Regions from separate parts of the Drosophila melanogaster genome. Here all the other regions are linked to region 1. A link is a contact called in public Hi-C and HiChIP or PLAC-seq data. All regions are on one chromosome and are shown on one strand. Each heading gives the region's core, a stretch centred on a gene start, on an enhancer-like site or on the middle of the called end of the contact. The rest is flanking DNA. Distances are from core to core; before and after follow the strand shown.

What was found. Hi-C and Micro-C count contacts between places; a contact is called where the count stands out from the background. HiChIP or PLAC-seq counts read pairs in DNA pulled down with a chosen protein or histone mark.
Region 2: a contact with region 1 is called in an H3K27ac HiChIP or PLAC-seq map of the Kc167 cell line, with 4 times the contacts expected there. The contact joins the promoter of Phae2 here to the promoter of CG31759 in region 1. A contact is called at or near these places in 4 of 107 Hi-C or Micro-C datasets (the Clone 8 cell line, the Kc167 cell line, the S2 cell line and 1 more) and 1 of 6 datasets of contacts at active chromatin or transcription factors (the Kc167 cell line).
Region 3: a Hi-C map of the Kc167 cell line shows a contact between it and region 1, with 8 times the contacts expected there. The contact joins the promoter of rho-6 here to the promoter of CG31759 in region 1. A contact is called at or near these places in 25 of 107 Hi-C or Micro-C datasets (the Clone 8 cell line, the Kc167 cell line, the ML-DmBG3-c2 cell line and 7 more) and 2 of 6 datasets of contacts at active chromatin or transcription factors (both in the Kc167 cell line).

Annotation. Positions count from the first base shown.
Region 1 is chr2L:12,206,187-12,209,699 of dm6, reverse strand. It overlaps CG31759, which reads right to left and starts at 1,991. Exons shown (of 2, transcript NM_165001.3): 1 at 1,739-1,991; 2 at 1-1,680. The coding sequence starts at 1,484. The region is part of intron 1 of bru1 (bruno 1); the gene reads right to left.
Region 2 is chr2L:12,109,578-12,113,090 of dm6, reverse strand. It overlaps Phae2 (Phaedra 2), which reads right to left and starts at 1,981. Exons shown (of 1, transcript NM_001298942.1): 1 at 835-1,981. The coding sequence starts at 1,943. The coding sequence ends at 1,146. It overlaps Phae1 (Phaedra 1), which reads right to left. Exons shown (of 1, transcript NM_001298941.1): 1 at 2,427-3,513. The coding sequence starts at 3,448. The coding sequence ends at 2,636.
Region 3 is chr2L:12,131,541-12,135,053 of dm6, reverse strand. rho-6 (rhomboid-6) reads left to right here and starts at 1,643. Exons shown (of 4, transcript NM_176024.3): 1 at 1,643-1,960. The coding sequence starts at 1,715.

The DNA of each region.
Region 1 (3,513 bases), core at 742-3,241:
GATGCCATTTTGAAAGGCTGCGCGAGTTCCACATTCGAAACCGCCTGCTCGGCATTACTTTGCCAGTCCTCCAGTGTTTTTTCGGCGAGCTGCTCCGTCATCAGCTTGTAGATTCCACACTCGGGAACGCTATTGAAATCGCCACAAAATATTAGTCCAATGTTTTTGTGGCTACTTATGTTAAAGTCCTTTATAGCTTTGCTAATAGATTGCTCTACGAATAGCATGGAAAATCCCATTTGCAGCAGGCGAATGTGATCTGCATCCGGATGGAAATATAAATGCGTGTTGGCCACCAGAACGTAGTTATCGGTACCCTTTATTCTAAGCAAACAAGTTTGCAGAGTGGTGGACCGTTCACAGATTCGTTCTGCTAATTGTGCGTTAACTTTGATCTTATTCCAAAGGCTTTCAAATACGGGCAGTGCGGGAATATTGGACCCCAAATGCAGGATTTGAGAATCCAAGAGATCGAAGCGCGAGTTCCGAAAGAAAATTGCCACTCCCTCAGCGCATTTGCCTTTCGGGGCCATTATGCCGTGATAGTTATACGGCGGTTGTTCTAGAATTTCCTTTAAATCAAAATCAAATATTCGCTGATCGACTTCTTGTAGACAGAGAATATCGGAGTTATAACCGATGATCTCGTTGATGAACAGTGGCTTCCTATAGTCTATTTGCAGATACTTTGCCGGGCAATAGGAGAACAGAGTGCTACCGGCATAGTCACTACTGGCATATAAATCGGCCAACAAATTGTAAGACACCACACGAATTTCATTCGATTCGCTCAAAGAATTCGTGGTGTGCCTTTGGCGATCTTGGAATGGACAACGCCCGGGAGATTCCTGCACTGCAGAGTTGGTTATCTTCTCCACCACAGGACCCGTCATTCCCAGTGCATTACCCGGCGTCACCACGAACTTCAAATGGTAACCAATATCCTCAGGAGTCACTAGATATTGAAATCCTTCTCCGCACACCTCCCAATCGGTGTCTGTGGGCTTTTTGGCCTTGAACCAAACTGCTTTGCTGAACTGACGTTCTCCGAATTGTATCTGAACATTGGTGGGGTATATTACAAATCCTGCCAATATGCATGAGGGCAAAAATTTTAGGGATGAAATCCACGGTGGATTGAACACCAAATCGTAGACCGTATCTAATACCTGCAGTTTTACATTGCTGATATCTTGGGTGACGACTAGATCCTCAAATGTTAATTCATTGAATTTTTCACCATATTTGTCACTCAGAAGTTTAACATTGATTTCTGCCGGCGGTTTGATTTTTGATTTTTTGCAGGACTTTGCAAGCCTGCCAATAATATTACTCTGAATCCTGGCCAATATCGCATCAATGGGCTCATTCATCTGGCGACGGAAATTGAATTCCCGGTTTATTTTCAAATTCTCATTCACAAAGCGAAACACAATGTCCAATTCTTTGGTATCACTTGCATTTCTCAAATAAACCTTCTCCATTTTACCAGCCAAGGAAGTGCCACAAAATCTGGACAATAGCGAAACTCTAGTTGGAGTTTTATTTCCGAATAATTTATCAGAATTGCGAACTATGTTTTTAAACAAAAAAAACCCCATCAATGTTGCAAATGTTGGAGCGAAGATCGGCGTTGAAGAAGAGAACTTCTCTTAGTTGACTTGTTTTTCGCCGTTTTATCTGGGAAAATTTTGGGTTAGACAACTTTACTTGGTGCACCGATGTCGTAACAACTCACTTGTCCAGATTTAGTTGCAAAATTAATCACATTTAAGTTGTTTTACACCTATTTACAATCGGCAAACAGTCGTGTTGCACGAAAACACCGCAGAAATTAGGCGAAACTGCGCCGATTTCGATAAAAACGAAGAGAGATTTTTACTTTTTCGCTCTGCCACGCCGCGCGATCAGCTGTTGTTTTTGGCATTCACAACGAAACCAACCACATGCTCGGCATTGAGAAACAGCTGATCTTGAGAGAGCTTCTGCCATTAGCAACGTTGAAGCTTTGACGCAAAAGCTTTTAATAAAAGCTTTATTTAATTTCAAATCTTGAAAGCAAAAAGATTTCACTTAAATATTACTTTTTTTCATAAAATTATAAAGCTGATAAATATATGAAGAGTTGCTATGATCTGAAATTGAACATATCGAAGAATAGAAGATTTTTTCTATGAAATAGAAAAAAAATTTCTATATAGGAAACGTTTATTCCTTTTTTGTGGTCATTAGGAGGAACATTATTATTCGCAAAATATACACCCGAACAAAACTATAAAACCTCCTATTTCACTTCAGTTGAAAACTATTTTCACGGCAAACGTCGTAAACATTAAGCTAAGTGTTACGATCCAAATGAGACATCTTGCCCCAACGAAGGAAACTCAACTTTCGGCCAAGTTAAGAAAGGACAACTGAGACGACGGCCATAAAAATTCGAAACAGAAGCCAGATCATATGTGTAGAGCGTATTTGGCAAAGGGGTGGACCAAAGGTATGGAGCACACAAGTGCATAAAACGCCGAAACAAGCCAAGAGATGACTTGGCCAGGCCAAAAAGGAATTGGCTTGGCCCCGAAACAGAGTCAACAACTGTGCGCCACACAAGAGTTTGCCAAAAAGATTGCACTACGAAGGAGCAAATGAAAAAATAAAAATCAAAAACAAGAGAAAAATCGCATAGAACTCTATAAAGGACACAGAGGACCAAAAAGGACAACAACCTGACTGGCAGGGCAAACGAAACCAGTTGAAGAAATGTTGCTGACACCAAAAACGAAACTGCAGGAAGACGCCGATGATGAGGATGAGCCAGGGAATGAGGCTAAGCCCGAGGATGCAGAGAGCATCCTTGGGCCCGAGATGTGGAGCAGAGGCGGTAAGGACAACAACGAAATTAGTTAGCACTTGAGAGAAAGCAGCTTTGGCTCAGTTCCAGGACTCGTTGCTGGCTTACAACACCTGCGGGAAAAAGAAGAGGACTTTTAGCTGCTCCTTCTGTTCCCTACTCCTTTCCTATTGACCCGAACCAGAGATGGCCAAAAAGCTTCGATTAGACACAGTGGATGGAACAAGGACTAGAAACTAACTATAAGTCATTTAAGAGTTTTACATATTGAACATTTTTTAAGCAATATTATATACACTTTTCAAAAATTTACCAGCATTTATATTGAAATTAAGTATAGATGATTATATTCGATAGTATATTTCTGAGATATAAAGATTAAAATCCACCAAAAATCAGCAAAATAGTTAGCTCATCTTCGACAGAAGTGGTGAAAAGCAAGTTCTTGGAGGCAGGCGGCAGCAATTAAATAGCTTCGAGCACTCCGAACTCAATTGCAGCAATTTCAATAACCGTCGAGGACACTCAAAGGACGGCAAGGTCCTTGCGATAATCTGTCATGCAGCGTGGAAGCCCAAGCACCGTGTCGCACACACCCACTCACACACACACAGCACACAGGACGAGTTCACAGCACACCAACCCACTTTCCATTCACACTCAAG
Region 2 (3,513 bases), core at 732-3,231, 97 kb after region 1:
AGAAATGCAACTTCCACTTTTTCGAAATTCGGGTGGACTCACTGCGGCATCTCTGGTTCCCGCATGGTGACTCCTTTATCAGCCTTGTCTTCATCGATCGCGTCGGAGATTTTGTCCGTCTGATGGAGGCGGGGGTCCGTCGGTGGGTCTGTTCTGGTGGACTCCCCTGTCCATTCCCGTTGAGTCGTCGCTTTGTCTTGACTCCTTGGCCAGGCAGCTTGACTGGGACTTGGAGGCGTGTTTGGTTGGGGGAATGGAAACAGAATAATATAGAATGAAATATTTATCGCCATTAGAGCCTGATTAGCTGCGGGCGTGTTCTGGCCATCGTTCTTTGGGCCACGTTCCGCGCTCTTGGCCGCCTTGCTTGCGAAGCTCTTTTGGAGGCACTTAATAAGCTTTGCTGGTGTGATTGTGATGGGAAATTGATATGTCCATTCAATTATGTACTGGTCGTGTCAATAAACTGATTGCGATCGTGTCCAGCAACTTACCGAGCAATTAGTTTCCCAATAAGAACATTCCGATCAATATGATTGATAAAAACAGCGATTGAAGAGGAGTGTCTGGGATGAAATGAAATCTGGACGTGCTGACACCAAAAGTGAGACGGATTCAAAAGCAAAACTCATTCCAAGTGCTAAGTTCCCTGGGGAGTATAGTGCTCAGAATAGTTGTGCAATAGAAAAATGGAAAGTTAATCCGGATATTTCTTGGTAAAGATAACATCTTGTTGACATTACCCTTTTTTGGTTTATATTCAGTTTTTTATAACAAAAGAAAAGATAAAGCTTATTTTTATATCTTTATTTTTGCTACTTCTTGGAAAGCTTTATCTAGTTAAAATTGGGTTCACATATAAGTTGGATATCTAAAACATTTATAGTCTTATCTGATTTACTTTGTTATAAAATATATATATACATTGGTTACCATCTTCTTAAACTAGCTCTATTTATTTATTAGATAAGATAATTCGACATATAACAAAATGTATATAAATGCTTTTAAGTTCTTTCAAAGATACATTACAATCAATTAATGCATGATTTTAAAGACTCTAAAAGTTGTCATTTATAATAAGCACGTGATACTGCAATCTCATAAGTATTTCTTTATTCAGATACTATCTTATACTCCAGAATTCATTTCTTTTGGTTGGCTGCTATCCATGTTATGAACGAGGAGACCTGGACATACACCGACGGAGAGTTGGGCTGACCACATGGAAGTTTTCCCCAAGACACGATGCCGATTAGAACGTTTCCCTGGACCAGCGGACCACCGGAGTCCGAGGTGCAAAAGCTGGTGCCGCCGGTGAGAGGACCTGTGCACAGGTTCGTGGTGTGCACATCCTGACCCTTAGAGCCAAGTGCCGCAGCGCAGGAGTCGAGGCTTATGATGGGTATGTTCTTCGCCTCCTGGAGGGTTTTCGGATATGAGGGGCTATTCGTTTTGCTAGTACTGCCCCAGCCAAAGAGGTCAGCCTTTCCAGTTGGCCTCACGCCGGACGATGGCAGCTTCACCGGAGCCACTGCAGCGGTCCAAGTGAAGGCGGTGGGCGTGTAAATCAATCCGATGTCATAGGGCACAGTTCCGCCGGTATAAAGATCATTGATCACATAGTGGGTGATTTGCCTCTTCTGTGTTGTGCTCGCTGTTCCGGCCACCGCAATGCTTCCAGCCACCAGGGTGCTTCCAAGTACTTGATTCCTATTGGCCAGGCAGTGAGCAGCCGTTACCAGCCAGTTGGAATTAATGATGTTAGCGGCGCAATAGTGAGTTCCTCCGTACTGCATGGACACTATATACGGAGCACTATTGGCCGCCGCCGCTTTTCCACCCACAACGCGTCCTTCGGGTTGGTCCAAGGCTAATCCAGATCCTTGGGAAACGCACACCGCCAGCAGGAGGATAGTGGCCAGGTGGCGATGGCGCCACATGGTTTGTTGTCCATTCGCAATCATGGTTTTCACAGAACTGTTTACATTGGCACTATCGACGGCTTTTTAAATTAATTCGTGATAAAAAATTTCATGCGAGCCAACCGAGAATATGATAAGAACTTTCAATCAGAGCCCTTGTCTTTCAGATAAGAGCCTATTATAACTTAAGATTATACGATTTTATATATATATATTTCTCTCTTGTTATGATAGACTCAGTCAACAATGAGAATAGATGCAAAAGGGTGTTGAGGGCAATATCTCAAGTTTGTCATTCTGTATTTTCGAGGGGATCCCCGTCCATTGATAAGGAAAATATTATAAATATAATATCTATAAGACCATTGTTAAAAAGGTTAGTTCTGGTAAGAAATGTTTAGATTTTGAAACCATAGTCTCAACATTATTTACTTAACTCACATATTTCACAATGATTCGGTTCGTTATTCTGTTATTGTGCAATGTAAGAAATTGTTATTTACAGCCCGAAAATATGTGAAGCATATAAATCTGTTCGTTGGTTGCTCACCGTGTTCCTCTCTCTTTACGAGATAAGATAAACTTTAAAAAACAGCTCGTTGTTTGATATAGTAGCTGTGATGCGAAGGAAAGTCCCACATTTAAGTGACCGCCACTAGGGACACACATTTGATTGCTTTTATTGAAAAAATAGGGAAAAACTCGACTATTTAGGACACCTGCTGGTTAGCCGATATCCACGATATAAACGACGAGACCTGCACGTAAACCGACGGTGAGTTGGCCTGACCACAAGGTAACTTGCCCCAGGACACGATGCCAATAAGGACATTGCCCTGGACCAGTGGTCCGCCCGAATCCGAGGTGCAAATGCTAACGCCGCCAGTTAGAGGACCAGTGCACAGATTGGTCGAGTGGACATCGCTGCCCTTGGTGCCCAGGGCGCTTTCGCAGGAGCTCAGCGAAATGATAGGCACATTGGTGGCCACCTGCAGGGTCGACGGATAGGAGGCGGTATTCGTGGTGCTAGTGCTGCCCCATCCGTACAGATTGGCGGTGCCAGTGGGCACCACTCCCGAGGATGGTAGCGTCACTGGGGCAACGGCGGCGCTCCAAACGAAGGCGGTGGGCGTGTAGATCATTCCGATGTCATAGGGCACAGTTCCGCCGGTGTACAAGTCATTGATCACGAAGTACGTGATGCTCCGCGTCTGCGTAGTGCTTGCAGTTCCGTCCACCGCGATGCTTCCGGCCACCAAGGTGCTGCCCAGCACCTGGTTACTATTGGTCAGGCAGTGGGCAGCGGTGACTAGCCAGTTGGCATTCAGAATGCTGGCGGCACAGTAATGGGTGCCACCGTACTGCATGGACACCGCATAGGGAGCACTATTCACCGCTGCCGGAGATCCACCCACGACACGCCCCTCGGGTGCGCCGATAGCCACTCCGGATATTCGGCATATGCCCAGTAGGAGAAGAAGCCCACTGGCCAACGACTTTGTTTGCTGTCCGTTCGCTAACATAGTTTTCGCGGAACTGTTTACATCGACCTTTATCGCGGCACGTTTAAATTAATTCGCCATTCCAA
Region 3 (3,513 bases), core at 394-2,893, 74 kb after region 1:
AAAATGATAAAATATTTATATTGTTTATACACAACGTAGTAAAATGAAAATTGACATCATGTAATTAAGTTACATTTCACTAGCAAAATTTAACAAACCACTGCTATTTGTGTGTCCACGGTTGTGTGTTGTGCCAAGTGTGTGTTTCCTCGTTTATGTGTTTGCTTTATCTTAGTTCAACGTAGCGTCAAACTTAACTAGCCAAACAATTATTTCCAACGCTCTTGTGCATCCCCCCCTCTCTTTCGACATTTCTATTTCGCAATGCTGCCATCTCTTTCGCATCCGCCGAGAAGCCAAAAGTGCTCTTTATTGCTTGTTACATAAATATTTCATTAAAAGCCATTCATAACCAAGCATTCGGTGTTGACAGTCGCCTCCCACCATCAACGCCCACGCCCACGCCCACCACGTGTCCAACGTAGAAAGAGACGCCTGCTGCCAAACGAAAGAGAGAGAGAAATTTTCCTCTTGCACTTTCACTTGCAGTTGAATTTGCGAACGGTTTGGTAAAGAGGATTGAAAAACAAGATTTGTGGATTTTGTTTTTATACTAGGTAAAATTCAAAACACAATAACAATTACAATTACAACACACCCATTTCGTAGGTTTAATTTTTTCTTATTTTTTAAAACATTTCGGAACTATTAAATTTGTGTTTCAATTATAATATAGTCTTGTAATTGGAATCATGGCTTATTGTACATGCTTATGTATGCGATCGCAATATTTTCATTCTGATAATGTAAAACAGCTGTTGAAATCATCAAGATAAATCTTTAGGAGAAGAAAAACCGAAAAAAAACCGAGAATGAGAAGACTGCTACAAATTGTCTCTTTTTTGTTAAAGCATAAACTTTGAAATGAGTAAAAAAAAGCTCTCTCTGAAAGCTTAATCGCTACTGCCAAGAGAGCGAGTGCTTCTCACCACATTTCTGTGTTTGTGTTTGCTCCTCGGAATTGTTGCTGCAACCTGCGTGCAACATCGCCCGCACCAAAATGTCAAATGCCAAGGAAATGTTTTTAAAATAAGAGAAAATTCTATGTAGGAAATGGTGGTATTTAAATTATATTTCAGTTGTAATTGTTATTGTAAGTGTAAAATGTAAGAAATTAACATCACAATGACACAATGACTAATAATGTACAATAATTATTTATAATATTATCCTAAATGTAACAAAATGTAATCAATGAGATTACGCGCCAACAACACTAACTACCTACCTACCCTACCAACATGTGGTCGCTAAATGAAGCTCCACTGTCACTGCCGTATCCTGGTCCTGAACCTCGTCCTGCTGCACTGGTGACGTCCAATATTTTGTAGCGCCTCGCGGCACCAGCTATCTGTCATACAATTTATTCAAACTTATTCCCTGTAAATCGTTCTATAAAAAAGTTTCAAAACATATTATACATAATAACTACCAATTTCGTAATAAAGAAAATAATATCTTGAAGTGATCTCAAGATTTTTCTTAAAATAAGATGCAGTCGAGACAAAAACCGTAGGCCGCCTAAAAGCATGCTTCTGAAAGTCCCAAAATCACTGTATTAGCACAATGCTCGCAATGATGTTGTAGGCAACCGGCGTGATTCGATCGGATCGGAATGGATCGTGGGGCATTTGAAAGAACAATCACCCACTCGGCCTAGTCGCGCGTTCAACGTTCCGTGCATCGGTTGTCGCCGCCGACTTCGAATCGCATTATGTCTGCCCAAGTGGAGAGCAATGGTGCCAGTGAAAGTAATAACAATTGCGTCAAGGATGTCAGGCTCCTGCTGCTGCCGGAGAATTCCACGGATTCGGATGGCAATCCGGCGAGTGTCGCATTCAGTGCGGAATCGCACAAGAAATTCATTGATGACCTGACACGAACCATTGACGTGGGCCATGTGAGGAGGAAGCGATTGTGGCGGGTGCCCTGGTTTATTTTGCTGATGAGTTTTGTGCAGGTTCGATTTTATGCAGTTGCTCCACTTGTTCGATTCTCTATTATTTTGTGTTTTCCTTTTTTGTCTGCCCGTCAACGTGGCGTATGAGTGATTTTGTGATGCGTGTGTTCAATTCAGAAAATCATCTATATACGATGTGTATAGATGAAAAGCCCTCCGTCAGATAAGAAATTACGTAGGCTAATAAATTACCTGTGAATGTGTCAAAGGTGAAACTATATGTGATGACTACGGCGGTGCTTATCAATGTTAAATTAATTGAGTTATGAATTCCTTAATGTGAAACGAATTTTAAAATATTAATCACAAATATAAAAACAGAGTTTAAAGAATTTTATATTCAACAAAATATTATGAACTTTGAACTGATAAGCTCTTAATTTCTTACTCATGTTTAGCTAAAAAAAAAGCTAACATAAGTGATCTACAATGTGTTTGTTTATACTCCCGCATCTTAATAAGAATCTTTTTACTTGATTTGTTTTAAACAAAACATTTCGTTTGCTTTTGTTTTGTTTATCCGTGTATGGTGCCATTGTGTGAGTGCTTCGTAAATAATTGCTTTTCAATTCATATGAATTTTCATTCACTGGAAAATTTTTTCAATAGTTTACGTATGCGGATTTATTGCGGTTTTAACTAAGCGGAAAATAAGTGATATATTACACCAATCCATTCAATCAAAATGCACAACAAACAGACAAAATGAATGTGTTTTAAGAGGTTTTATTTAGACATCACTGATAAATTTGTCCTTTGATACAATTACTTTTCGATTTTTAGTTATTTAACGTGAATAAAAGTTGTGTTTGGGCAACATATTATAAGACAAATTAGCCATTTTAAGTTGGTCATTTGTTTTTTCTTCTATCAAGTGCTCAACCGCTTAATTGCCAATTGGCCCCTGGGAAATTGTCTTCGAAACAAAGTCCCACAAGTGTGGCCTATTTAATTTGAAACTCATTAATTAATACCTGACTGCATACCTTCATTACACACTCTGCACACTTAGTAATGCAGATCGGTGATTTGAAAGGTTTTATTGTTTGGCCCAACCCAGAAATCGATAATGATTACACAATCGAACGCGTCGCTTAGTCGTCCGATTTAGCAATATTGCCATTTTAGTCATCGGATTGATCGAGTGCTGCAACTTGGAGCTCTGGCATTTGTCATATTTGGTGGGATCGGGATGCATGTTGCACCGATTTGGTGTCACCGCCGTGTTTCTGCGGCTGCTGTCAACTCATGCGGCGCGCATTGTGCGGCATCTCAACTCAACACTCGCACTTTGCAGTTGGCCAAGTGTCGATCGATTGAGCGAAAGTGACAGCCAGTTACCATGACACTGTTCAGCAAAGTTGGGATTGCTTCGTTATGGCGAAGACAACTTACTTCTCACGATTTCAATCGAAAACTGCCACTTGCCTGAGTTTAATTCTTAACAAGAAGAAGTTATCATGAATTGCATTACTTTACTACACTTGTACATAAAATTCTAATTTTGCTTGTGAATAAGCTATATTCAAATTCCAAATATTCTACCAAAGTAT